2 separate regions of the Gasterosteus aculeatus genome follow, and region 2 is linked to region 1. A link is a contact called in public Hi-C data. All regions are on one chromosome and are shown on one strand. Each heading gives the region's core, a stretch centred on a gene start, on an enhancer-like site or on the middle of the called end of the contact. The rest is flanking DNA. Distances are from core to core; before and after follow the strand shown. Region 1 overlaps fam49al (family with sequence similarity 49 member A, like). Region 2 holds the start of yars1 (tyrosyl-tRNA synthetase 1).

The links. Hi-C and Micro-C count contacts between places; a contact is called where the count stands out from the background.
Region 2: a Hi-C map of skeletal muscle shows a contact between it and region 1, with 13 times the contacts expected there. The contact joins the promoter of yars1 here to the enhancer-like site in region 1. A contact is called at or near these places in 3 of 6 Hi-C or Micro-C datasets (skeletal muscle and tail fin).

The regions. Positions count from the first base shown.
Region 1 is chr10:15,295,417-15,302,387 of fGasAcu3.hap1.1, forward strand. It overlaps fam49al (family with sequence similarity 49 member A, like), which reads left to right. Exons shown (of 12, transcript XM_040189562.2): 11 at 337-407; 12 at 501-2,386. The coding sequence ends at 564. Among protein-coding and RNA genes, the nearest start is that of fam49al, 25 kb to the left of the region's middle. Within about 2 kb of position 3,130, at least 2 of the 9 cell types and tissues checked have open chromatin away from gene starts, as enhancers often do.
Region 2 is chr10:15,365,896-15,372,866 of fGasAcu3.hap1.1, forward strand. yars1 (tyrosyl-tRNA synthetase 1) reads left to right here and starts at 3,984. Exons shown (of 15, transcript XM_078080950.1): 1 at 3,984-4,567; 2 at 5,371-5,425; 3 at 6,061-6,130; 4 at 6,217-6,363; 5 at 6,486-6,661. The coding sequence starts at 6,074. mfsd2ab (MFSD2 lysolipid transporter A, lysophospholipid b) reads left to right here. Exons shown (of 14, transcript XM_040188117.2): 10 at 630-713; 11 at 802-914; 12 at 1,020-1,163; 13 at 1,502-1,678; 14 at 1,768-3,296. The coding sequence ends at 1,822.

The DNA.
Region 1 (6,971 bases), core at 1,880-4,379:
CCGTCCGAAAGTAGGAAGCTGGAAATGAGTTGGATTTGTTCCCTCTGAGACAAAAAGTGACTGATTAACAATCAGCATTAAAAACTGGCTGCCCTGAAAATCAATATATATATATATATAATGAGATATTTTTGCTTTACCCTTTAAAATACTAAATATTTTTAACCTTTTTGAGTCCAACAGCGCGAGGTGCAAAAATTCACCTGTGAAAACAACCAGACTTTGCTTTATTTCAAATATTTCAACATGTATCGTTGTCTAAACGTGTGCTTTTTGAGACGGCGCTCAAGCAGCAGGACGTCCTCTAACCCGCCGCGTTGTCTTTGCTCCGGCCAGATGAAGGGCTGCATCAAGGTGCTGAAAGAGCAGCCGTCCAACAGTGTGGAGGGACTCCTGAACGCACTGAGGTGTGTGTGTGCGCGTGTGTGTGTGTGTGTGCGCGACAGAGAAAAACACCCACGAGAAAATCCTCCTTTTTAAAACACGTCTCTCCTCTTCAGGTACACGACACGGCATCTAAATGACGACAGCACCTCCAAACAGATCAGGGCCCTGCTGCAATGAGGAGGGCCCTGAGGAGGAGGAGGGGGGGGGGGGGGAGAAGGAGTGCACTTGAAGGAGGCGGAAAAAGGAGGCGAGGAGGAGGAGGAGTGGCCAATAAACCCGTTTGTTTACAACGAACAAAGGAAATCATCTCTGGGCTTAAACCTGATGAGAATAAGAGGGAAAACTATTATATATATTGTCAGCTGTCCATCATTCTGTCTCTCATTTTGTAAAGTAAGAAAAGAGAAGAAAAAAAGCCAGAAAATGAAATATAGATATATATTAAAAATAAGTGAAACACATGCAGCAGGTGAAAAAGAAGTAGAATTAAAGATTAAGCTATATTGCAAAAAACGTAAGGTCAGAACCGCGGCAAGCTGAAAATGTAAAAAAGAAAAAGGGTTCATGCTCCAGCTGTAGTCTGACAAGTATTTTTGCACACAAACAACTTCATCTCCGCCCCCCCGCCCGCAGGGGTCCAAATCCCTGAGGCCCCCCCACCCGCTCAGGAGGCTTTAGGCTGTGGAGGTTGTCTCCGTCAGCTGCACTGATCTCCACCTTCAGGTGATCCATGAAGCAATGTGATGGAGGCCCTCCGGAGATTTGCTTCCACCTGTTTTGTCCACTTTCTGCATCGGTGCAGCTGAAGGAAAGGAGGCGAGGAGACGAGAAGTCTTTTTGGGACCACCTCCGTTATTCTCCCTGATTTCCCACCACCCTCACCCCTATCCTCACCCATCCATCCTTGGGACATGTGGCTTTTCCAAGTAAACAAAAAGCTCGATCCAACGTTGTGTCCCCTGAAGCTCAATGTGTTCCAGCACAAAACATCATGTGATTGTTCCGGCTTTACTTGAACAACGCCGCTCTCTCTCCATCTCCATGGTGCCGATGTGGTCCAGATATCGCAGCTGTATCTTGTAAGATATCAGTCACTTCGTCCCTTTTTGGCTTTGCACGGATACGTTGAGGCTCACGTTCAGAGAACATCTGCCTCAAGCTTCTTACATTAGTGCTCAAAAAGGCCTCAAAAAGCCTTCGAGGAAACCACAGCACACTTACTTCTTCACCCAGTGCCAAAGCTGTTTTTGCTTTTCTTCCACCATGAAGCCAAGTTTGAGGATTGGGAGGGGCGGAGGGGCGGAGACGGGGTCTTGCGGTCCCGTGAAACATCAGCCGATCATTATTTCAAGGACATAATATGTGATACGATACTCACAAATAAGGCCGTCAGATTCACATTTCCAAAAGGCAGATCTCTGAGCGCTCCGGTGTAAATATGTGAGGCTTTTCTCAACGGGCATCCGTGCGGTCGCCTTGGGTCCTCAAGGGATGAACAGAACATACGTGGGAATCTGCATCGATAAGAGTTATTTCTTTTAGTATGAGGTTGTCAAAGAACGAAATAATTGAAGCGGGAAATAAAAATCAAAAAAAAAAAAAAATCAAACGGAGGAAGAAGTGCTGTACTTTGGATGTCTATAGGCCCTTAGTCTAATTTAATTTGATCTTATAATATATTTTCTATACAGGGGTATGCGAACAAGCATAGTCTGTATACATATATAGATGGCATGTTGTAAAAGTTCTGACAGAAATGTGTAAATAAGGTGTTTTTATTCATTTTTAATTGTTCAGTGACGCTGAAATTGGGTATGTGTTGTCTCTCAGAAGTACCATGCGTTTGGCTTGGGCCATCGGACTTGCCGTAGTCATAGGTTTCAGAAAATCAGCTTCATTACTGCAGGTGAACCGGAGGGTGGGGGGTGTAGGAGCCGTCCATTTGCTTGTTATTTTGTACATTTTGTGCAACAATAAACTTGTCATTTATTACATTCAACAACGCGTGGTGTGTGTCCGTACAGCTTTAGAGCTCCATCCATGATCACATTTAACGCCGTTGCTAATTTGATGAACAGAAAAGCTTTTTAAGAGCCATCGCGGCTCCACAAGGAATCTAAGGAAGGAAGCTACATTTTCTCTTATAAGAAATAAAAGGTCAATTTTCGATGCACTAAACCATCTTAACCATCTGTGCTGGATGATGAATCCTGCTTCAACCTAAACTGCAGGTGTGGATTAGTTATTATTGTTCTTAGTAAGGTCACCTGACAACCGGCGGTAAGAAAACGTCTGCAGAGGTGAAATCAAGCTACTGTTAAATAAAACGAGAGAAATGTCCAAAAAAGCACCTCAGAGCAGCGCGGAAGCCTTTCGACATTCGTTCAAATAGAATGTGCACAAACCCATCACGTCATGCATGAGGCTATTTTAGCACTGCAAAGTGTAATATTGCATAGTTTTAATTTTCTCTCAAGAATATTCAGTCGAGACGATGTGAACAGCACTTTGATGAAGTCGCGAGGAAGGACATCGCAGGAAGGGTGTGAACCGTTAGTGTACACACATCAAACACAGACGCACACATTTCTCGTTTAGATCCAGACTGAAATCCTCACATGACCTCCAGCCCGGCAGTGAGCGTCAGTTCCCACGCGAGTCGTCTTCCTCGTATAGTGCGAAGTGAACAAAGACGTCTTCTTCAAGGTGCAGAAACAAGCTTGAAGAGGAAGCTCTCCCACAACTCACTCAACCCAGAATGAGATCGGGGCTGGATTGGAATTGGGAATCGATTGCTTGTGACAGTTATGTAGTTATGTACTGGCCACAAGGAGGCAGCAAAGGATAAGAAAATGAAAGACTGAGCAAAAAATACAATCGGATCAAAAAAGAAGAGGCTTATTTCCCTTTAATAAAGACCTTCCGATGCTTTAATATGTTACAAAAAAGAGGAAAGATGGCATTGATCTGTTTTTCCGAATATGTAACAGTGGATCAAAACACCTTTAAAACATCCATTAAGCGCAACACCATCATCACCATCACTCCTGCCATCTGAATTCAGGTCCCGACAGGGTTTTTTGCACCGCACGGTGTGAAGTGGGGCCGGGGGACACAGGAGGGGCCTGCCAGCAGTCATATCTGGTAAAGAGAGCAGCAAGAAGATGCTGCAGCATCCCGCCAGGCGGAATGCAACCAGCGCAGACAGAACCAAGCTGCTGCAGGAGAAACGGGAGGATTTGGAAGTGGAATGAACAAGAAGATTGTAGGCAAATGGTGGTTTGGTCAGCAGCGGGATGTGACAGGTGTGTGTGCATGTGTGTGTGTTGCAGCGCATCCGCGGCTTTGGCTTTGTGCCCTAACTGTCGTGTAATAAACAAGGAACAAATGTCTCACTTTACTTCCCCGATGGCATGCATTCAAATACAAAAAACCCACCTTACAACTGACAAATGTTAATTATTTACTGCCCTTCAGGAGACGCCGTGAGCACAAGATAACAAGCGCTAAATCACATGGGTAGGTCATGCATTGTAACTCTGTGTACTGAGTGACAGACACTGAAGGCAGTGAAGTCGCTGCAGATAATTGTTTTAGGGAAATTAAGAGTAGATTTTCTACTTTTGAGCCAAGACCTACATAAGAGTCATAAGAGTTCCTCTGGTTTGGCCCCATTTAACCAGCATGGGATATAAAACCCACAACCAGCGGACACTGGGCCTTCCAATAAAGAAGTAATTCAACAAATGCCACAATGAAACGAGGAAGTACAATAGGCAAAGTGTTGTGGGGTTTGGACGGTTGTCGTTGTGCAGGAGGCGCTTTGAGCGGCGAGCAGGTCACACGGGGTCACGAGTCGGGGAATTCCCGAGGCCATCAGTTAATCCTAAAGTTCCCCGCAAATGTTTTGCAAATTACCCGCTTACATTGTGGCTTTGCGCCTTTAAGTCCCAGCTATTAACCGTTAACTGCCCTGTGGGAGGGAAGAGGGGGGGGGGGGGGGGGGGGGGGCAGTTTATCAGCCAAACTGTGGGTCCGTTCAACAGCGGCCTCCCGTCCCGCCTTTCACTCAACTCTGTCCGCCCAAACAGCCTCCCACACGTCTATCTGATGCACACGCCGCCCTGACCTGGTTGGTATCAGCAGAAGGTCGCTCTCCTCGCAGGTAAAACACCGGGCGATGCCCTGCACTCAACTTGCACCTCATGGGTGTGTGTGTGTGTGCCTGCGAGTGCATTTCCGCAGCTGCGTGAGGACAAAGACTCTCATTCAAAAGGAAAAAGTCTGCAGTTATTTGGTACATTTAAAACTTTTGTCTTTGAGATTCAGCTGTTGGGTGAAATTGGCTACATTTGAGGTTTAGGGGCATTTCTATTGCATCCAGACGGCTCTGGACAGGGCTGAAGTTTAGCCGGCAAAACTCACAATGATGCTAACAGCGCTAAATAGTTAACATGGGGGGGGTGGGGGGGTGTCAACCCAGCTGTAACCAAGGTGGTGTTGTTGGAATCACACCGTGTTTCTATAGACACAAGTCACAGGAATAAGCATGCAGCTCCTGTCAAAGAATCAGAGTTTGAATCAGAGAAATGCACAAATGGAGAGAACGGTGAGTGAATATCTGAAATATCAGTGCACAGGGGAGTGGGAGTCCTGCTTAGCGTGTCGAAGCACACGGTTTGTTCATACAAAAGAGCCCTTTGTTTGAAATAGGGGGATGAGTATGTGCGTGGAGCGCACATGTATGTGCGCGACAGCTGCTACTGGTCTAATGTTACGTTGGCTTCATAACACACTTACAACACGGGCATGTCATGGGCAGTTCAAAGTAGACACACACACACACACACACATCTGTTTTATAATACGTGCTAAATGTAGAATATCCATATTGTAGCTTTGTACAATACAGTGAGTAGACAATTTAAATGAATAGTGCTGAATAAATGTATTATAAAATAACTAATTGCAAGGTACAGTATAATAACAAATTATTTATTTTATGACCTTTATAGATCCTGACGGTACAATATGTAGTTCAAGGACAACCTCCATTAAAAAATGACTAACTTAATTTATGGTAAATCACATTTCCACACTGGTAATCTGGGACCATGTAATATTCCAGTAAAGTAACACATTGCAAAGACAGTGGAAAATCAAACGGAGGGTGAATAATGTTCAGCAGCTCATTTAACCTTTGACCTGCACAAAGAACACTATGTTTTCACACTAACGTCAAAAAAAGTGTATACAAACCTGAGTGACCAGAAGGAGCCGGACGTGGCAGTGAAAGCGTTAAGCGCCGCAGAATGGGAGGCTCCACGCCCCGCCCACCGCCCCCTCATTTGCATATCGAGCGGGAAGCCCCGGCTCTTTGTTGCTACTGCGCCCAGCCGGAGCCCCTCCCACAAAACGCCGCACTGGCGGGAAAATGCTCCAGCGCTTTAGCCCACTGACAACGGGCACGCGCGTCTCCCACATTATGCACCGCGGAGTGCGCGTTGCTCTTCACACGCAGATGGAATCAAATGCGCGGGCACGCGCACACGCACACACACACACTTGTATTGTTTGTCATGTATCGGCTGCCACACCCATTTCTCGCCTAAGTGGACACACAGATAGATTAAAGAGGAAATGGACTGAGGATTGATTTTGATATGAAGTTGATGACACACACACACACACACACACACACACACACACACACACACACACACACACACACACACACACACACACACACACACACAGTGTGAGAGGAGTGAGACACATTATCATGGCCCACTAGACACAATACATCAATGGTAAGCGGCTTTAAATAAAATAAGCAAATTACTTACAAAAGGTGACAATGCTGTATGTGTGTGTGTGTGTGTGTGTGTGTGTGTGTGTGTGTGCGCGTGCTTGTGTTGGGAAAAGGGTTCATTGGGTTGTTGGAAAAACAGGAAGGCGTGTTATGCTCTGGACTGGGAAGGGTAGACGACGAAGGGAAAAAACTACCGAGCGCCCCCCGCATTACATAACCCGGCAGGAAATGTGTGTGGAGGGTGGACTTTGGGGGGGGGGGGGGGGGGGGGGTGTAGGCACACTGCACCTATGACACTTTCCTTGAAGGCTATTCACATCTAATCACGTCTCTTCCTCTCCACGTCCTTCTGTCACGTCTCCTTGTAAACAGCGGCCTCCTCGGCGAGACAAAAAGAGGAGGAGCAGCAGCATAAACCCGCTGAACCTCACTCGTCCCTATAGAGACACACACACACACGCACACACATCAATAAATGATGGTGTGCACTCTGGATGCATAGTCTACATCGGATTGCATTGAAACATCACAAAACCACCGTCTCTTAGCCGCCACACACTCATCCCTCAGTGTGTGTGTGTGTGTGTGCGTGCGTGCGTTCATCTATAAAGCCACAAACACAACAATTACATGAGTATATATAAAGGAACCAAGTATGTATGATTGGGTCACACCTGAGCGTCTCGCTCTGAACCGTCCGTGTCCTCCTCATAAACGAGGAGCTGATGCCTGCGCGTTCTCTGCTCGCCGTGACGCTCGCTGACCTTTCGCT
Region 2 (6,971 bases), core at 2,734-5,233, 71 kb after region 1:
GTTTTTTATTTTTTTCTTAATGTGTGGCACATTCTTTCCTGATGCAACACAAGTTAACTCCTTTCCAAGGCCCTGTCCTTTAGCATGGATACACTGAGGTCCGTTGTTTAAAACATTAATAAGGAAGGTTTTAGAAGAGGGAGAAAAGGTCATTGAAGTCGTGTCGATGAACCGGCGGCTTTGAAGATAAAAGTACCGACTCGATGTGTGGGCCGTGTGTCTGTTGGCCCACCGTGAGAGATGGTGGATGAACGCCAATATCTTCACCGGCGGGTCGCGAGGTCTGACCGAGCCAAGCGGACCCCCATGTGGAGTCCCGGGAAGAAGACCCCCCCCCCCCCCCCCCCCCCTGTGGCATTTTGCGTCGCAATGAGCTGAAATTTGTTTTCGGAAAAGCTGCGGGAGCCCGATTGTTTCCCCTCCTCGCTGTCGTGCTTGGCGGCTACGAGGAGTCCGGTGCTTCAAGTCCAATTCTTTGTGAATGCATCGCGTGTGGAGCTCCATCACTGCGGCGTCATGTGGCCTGCAGGGTCTGAAACCTCGTTATCGTGCAGGAAAAAGGCTGGTTTTGCCTGGAGGGGTCGACCAGACCGTGACTGTTGTTTGTTTCTTTCTTTCTTCCCCCTCAGCTGTCCGCCACTCTGGCCATCCCCTTCTGGCAGTGGTTCCTGACGCGCTTCGGAAAGAAGACGGCGGTCTACACCGGCAGCTTGGTGAGGGCCGCGCTCGCTCCTCTGCTTGAGGGTTTTAGTTCCCTCTGAATGGGCGTCGGTGGTCTGACGCGTTGTCTCTTCTGTCCAGTCGGTGGTTCCCTTCATGATCCTGGTGGTGTGCATGAAGAGCAATCTGATCGTCACCTACTTCGTCTCGTTCGCCGCCGGCGTCGGAGTGGCCGCCGCCTTCCTGCTGCCCTGGTGAGACCCCCCCGCTTACTCCTAGTTTTTTGTCTCAGTATTCAGTACTCAGTATTTCCAGTTATGATGGAGGCGTTTGTGACTCACAGCTTTTATCTGTTGCAGGTCCATGCTGCCCGACGTCGTCGACGACTTCCAAGTGCGGAACCCCAAGTCCACCGGCCACGAGGCCCTCTTCTATTCCTTCTACGTCTTCTTCACCAAGTTCGCCTCCGGAGTCTCCCTCGGCATTTCCACTCTCAGTTTAGAGTAAGTCGTTGCTTAAACACACACACACACCAATATTGTAAATCATTCAAAGCGGCTTTGCCAGTTATTCATCAAGTATTTTTCTACTGCACCGAGACCAAAAACTAAATGAGGTTAAGCCAAATTCCAAATCCCACATCAAAGCAAGGAATTCCTTTTTCTTTCATCCAATTAAGTCATGTCAGGTGTGTGTTTGTGTGTGTGTGTGTCACACATAGCATTGCTGCATTGGCCTTTTTGATCAAGATCTTGGCTTTATTAATAAATAGATGATCAATATCAAAGCCCAGCTTTGTGTGAAAATGTGAAGTTTTCCTAACTGAGTGTTGTTGGTTCAGTTTTGCAGGCTACATCAGTAGAGGCTGCTCTCAACCAGAGCAAGTGGGGATAACCTTGAAGATTCTGGTCTCTGCCGCACCCATATTTATGATCCTGATCGGACTCCTCATTCTGTATTCGTATCCAATCACAGAGGAGCGGCGTCAAGGCAACCGCAAACTGCTACAAGAACAAAGGTAGGCCTTTGGCTTGAAATCTCATACGTGTGTGCGCGTGTGTGAGACTGAAGAATTTATGGGGATTTTTTATTTCTTTTTTTTTTTAGGGATAACGAGGCGGATTCCGAAACTGAGTCGACAGAACTGGTCCACATGATCTGATCCATGATCTGGAGCGACCCTCCTCTCCCTCTGTGTCTTGACACTCGGCAGCATATTCATTGCCTCCTCTTCTACTGTCAGATCTCAAAAGCCTGACTTTTTTTGTATCACTTCTTTTGAGCACTGTGAAAACAATGTTTTTTTTTGGGGGGGGGGGGGGTTCTCTGTTAAATTGCATAATCCCTGTAGTGTGATGAGAGCGTTTTTGTTGGTTGTTGGTGCTACGGTTTCTGTCGTTGAAGACGCCACGGGGACCACGAACGACTGAGCGCTACGCTAAAGACGACTTTATAGTTCCGCTAAACTTCAACGGTGACGGTGCCTTAATATTCACAACCGACACGCGAGCCAATCACTTCACGCTCTTGAGTCGTGGCCTGTCATGTTTATATCTTACAAATAATACTTCGGTTTTTTTGCATCTAATATCCCGTCACGCTTAAGAAGCTGTTATAATGTGATGCTCGATGACGCTAAGTGCTGAAACCACTACAATAGTAATCGTAAAGCAGTTTGCTTGCATTGCTTACATTCTATTGTGCTCCTGAAAATGGCAAAAGCGCAGCTTTTTTTGTGAACTCTTTAATTTGTCTTAATACTGAGCAAATGGTGACCACGGCTGTTACTGACAGTCATATCATTACTTAAATATTTGTTAGTTCTTCGACTGTTCCTGTTTGGAATTATGTTTACTGGAAGTCGTGCTTCGTGCAGTGTTTAAGGCCTCTGAGGTTCCACCTGGATTGGTTTTTGCAGTCAAATCTTCGAAAAAAACTGCCACCTTTCAATGTGTGTTGCCAAGTTGCTGTCTTTGCATTCAAAAAGGGAAGCACATAATTGTGGAAAAAAAAAGACAACTGGAAGATGGGCTTGACAAGAGAACTTGTCTGTTTTGAATGTTTGTTCTTCTTTGTATAATGTGTGTGTGTGTGTGTGTGTGTGTGTGTTTTAATGAAGGAACACTCACGAGGCTTTGTGATCGTCAGTCCATGTCATCTAATGATATGGAAATGTGTACATACGGTGTCATGTTACGCATGCTGTACATCTGCAACATGTTTCTGATAACTGGGTTGCTGATGGGGAAAATGTTCACCTTCAGTCACCTTTTTCCCTCCTTTTAGATATTCCTTATTTCTAGTGGCGGATACTCTGAATGCCAACACCGTGCCATTTCCCCCAACTGGGTCGATAATAATTGGTTTTATTTACCAGTACTTTGTCAGTTATGGTTTGGTAGGTAAACCTCCCTCGTGACTTGAGGCTGTAGCCAAATCTGTGAGCTTTAATCTGATAGGGACACACAGACGCCTTGTGTACATGCCTCCTGTGCATATGTATATATTGTAAAACTGTAAATATCTTTGATATTTGTGGCTGTGAAACAGACCTATGAACGCTTTAATGTAGTTATTTATGGAAATGTGAAGAATGAGAACAAAATGTTAATAAATACTAATAAGTGGCCTGTGAACGAGTTTACTTTTCTTGGAGCCGAACCAACTGCTCATTTCTAATTCGTCCATATTTTAATATCACGACAGCCTGATTTGGAGAATGAACCAAAACCCAATGCCTACAAATAATGACATAACTCTAAAGCCGATCTGTTTTTCAAAACATCCCGAAACGGTCCGCGTAGGTTGAGAGGGCAAAAAATGTTTATTGAATCTGTTCAAAAACATAACTCAAATTGAACATTTAGAAGATTGCTGGGATGAAGAAATATGTTAAACTCAACATGATGTGGAGAAACTAAAATTGGAACATTACTGTCAACTGTTTTGCAGTGAACTACTGCCATCAAGTGTCTGAGTTTGGTTCCAATTTTATAATTTCGCCTGAATCAAACATTCCTTTGAGCCGATGTGTCTAATGCAAATATGTACTCATCCAATCAAAAATTAAGAACAAAGTTAATTGAAATGTATTAAATTCATGACGCTGTGATTCTAGATTTTCCTGTGTGAGGTAAAAGTATTTTGTCACTTTATAAACCACAGGTAATCTCATCGTCTGCACATAACATAGTATGTAGGATATGACGCTGAAATATTATGAACACAATTTTAGGGGCTTTATGCCATTTTGTATTCGATATATATACAGTAAAAACCGTGCGCTTTTATTTTGAAATAAAATCAGCCGGAAGTGTAACGGTTCTGTTAGCCTCGGCAGCTAGCAAAAAACACCTAGCTAAACTTAATGGCTAATTGTGTCTTTCTGCTCCATCTCTGTCAATATCAACAAAAACTGCAACGATGTCAGCTTAAAAAGCACATAAAACATCCTTATAACTATATATATAGATACTATTATATTGACGTTATCAACTTCATGGACTTGAGAAACCTTTTTTCCCCGCTCACTACCTCCGCTAAGCCGCCATGGCTGCCGCTAACCCTCCAGGACCAGGCTTCCACAACAAGACCCGTGTGGCCATCCTGGCTGAGCTGGGCAAGGAGAAGAGGCTGCTGCTGCAGAGCCAGTCCGCGGGCAGCCCCGGGGCCAACACCCCCCTGTCGTCCGGGACCGGCGGGAAGGAGGCGAGGCACAGCGCGGAGCAGCAGCACGTCGCCGCGCAGCAGAAGGCCGCCCTGCAGCACGCACACGTCCACTCGTCCGGCTTCTTCATCACGCAGGACTCCGCGTTCGGGAACCTCATCCTCCCGGTGCTCCCCCGACTGGAGGCCGACGTGTGACCCCGCCCACCCGGGTGGACGTTACACGACCCCGTTACATGAGGTCCTGTCGTGTTTTTTTTCTTTACTTTGCGATGGACCTAATTGAGATGGAGGCACCCCGATCAACTTTACTGACTCATTGAAAATACATTTGTACGCGACTAGTTAGCGGGGGTGTTATATTAAGGTAAAAAAAAAACACAATACAACTTCCTAAGATAAGTTAATTCTGGTGTTAATTATGAAGTAATGTTATTTTCATTGACTTCTACTTTTTGGACGGGAGGAGGGTCACTTGTGAGAGATTTAGAGATATAACCGTGTAATAACACGAGTTATTATCAAGCTGTGAGCTATACATTTGATTAAAGAGAAGGAAATAATTTACTTTTCTTTTTTTTTAAGGGACTGCATGTCAAGTAAATAATTAATGTCAAAAGCCAGAGAGGCTGGAACACCAAGCAGAGTAGACACTCAATGACTCCAAAGCCCCGAGTTCGTTGCCTTTTTGAATATATTAATTTGTAATTAATCAATGTTAATTAATATACACGATATTGGAGTCCATTTGTTCAGATTGGTATTATTGTAACTACTGTCGGTTTCCATGCAGTTTATATTAAGGCGATTTGGAGGTGACAGTTCATATACAGGATATAGTTCTTCATGGGAAGAATGGGTCCAACAACAGCTTATTTATGGTTGTTCTGTTTTTTTTCCTCCCGTAATTGGGGACTAATAACAACTGCGCAATAACAAAGCTACACCTCAAAATCACGGGCTCTGCACTCGATTGCTTTTCCCTGGAGTTTATTGTGAATCGATAACCGAGTGTAAGCTTACGCTGATGCAACACACTGACAGGTCCCCCGCAACCGGCAAACTCACCCACGTCTCATTCTAAGAAGACAGGTTCGAGGTGAGTCAGCCGGTTGTACATTATGGCCTTAAGATAAAATTATGCTCATTTTTGATAACGTGAAGATACAGCTTCCAAAACGGTTGTCGCTTTAACCCGAAACGTCACCAAAGCTTGGTAGCGTTAGCCACACATGGGTTTGTTGCTAGCTAACGTTAGCCACGTAGCGCTAGCGGGCTCGTTCATTCATTTAAAGCGTTCCGTCCAACGATAGCAGGGCAGCTTACATTTGGCCTTAAAGTTGAGCGAATAGTTTATTCATATATGAAGCAAAACGCTGGGACTTGATAATGAATCTTATTTAACGTTAGCGAGTAGCTTGCCTTTTTGTGCTGTCTTAAGTACAACGGCAAACGGCTCCGAGTATATTTAACTTGTGTCTTACTTACTCGGATGTGAAGGCCCAATGTATTTAATAAACCGTATTGTACTTCGGCATCTATGACATAAATTGAGCAACATTTTTTTCATATAATAAAGATATTTAGGTGGAATTCTCGCTGCTTGCAACTAACGAGATTTTAGCTAAATCAATGTTGATTGTTAGTATTCTAACAATATCTGCTTGTATGCATGTTAACTCAAACAGCTGCCATCGGTCCATACTGTGCCTAAACTCCCATCTTCCCCCTCAGGAGACTCTGCACCATGGCGGACAAGCTGAGTCCGGATGAGAAGCTCCACCTCATAACTAGGAACCTCCAGGTGGAGCATTACACAAACCCACTCCGGGTGAGCGAACCCACGCCAGTAGCTTGGTGCAATACGTCTCTTATACGCGTGAATTGCAGGAGGTCCTCGGAGAGGAGAAGATGAAGCAGGTTCTTCAGGAGAGGGAGCTGAAGGTGTACTGGGGCACGGCGACCACCGGCAGACCCCACGTGGCTTACTTTGTCCCCATGTCCAAGATAGCAGACTTCCTCAAGGCCGGATGTGAGGTGGGAAAGATCTCATTCAGCATCTTGTGTGTTGTTAAATAATTTGATTTAATCTGCACTTCCTGCTAAGTCTGAGCCCTGTTTATATGGGTGGTTCCATGTTTTTGCTTCTTCTCCCTCAGGTCACCATTCTGTTTGCAGACCTGCACGCCTTTCTAGACAACATGAAGGCCCCCTGGGAGCTGCTGGAGCTCAGGGTGAAGTACTACGAACAGGTCATCAAGGCCATGTTGGAGAGCATTGGTGTGCCCCTAGATAAACTCAAGTTTGTCAAAGGAACTGAGTTCCAGCTCAGCAGGTCAGTTGTGCTGCTGACAGGACTCGAGACTTCCTCAATATGTTGGTCAAAGACTGAGGGTTTCATTCACTCTATCGTTTATTTATTGTCATCATACAACACAGAGTTTGATGAAGAAATGCAGTGGTTACACATTTGCTACACAGGAAAAACAAACAACGGGTCAAGTGCAGCTTGATCTGAGAGCCAGGTCTTTGTAAATATTTGGGCACCAAAGTCACCGGCCTCCCATCGCTGGGTTAGCCTGAGGCCTTTTTTCATCATTTTATTTTCCATGCAGCTGGATATCAGACAGGAGCAGGCTGCTTAG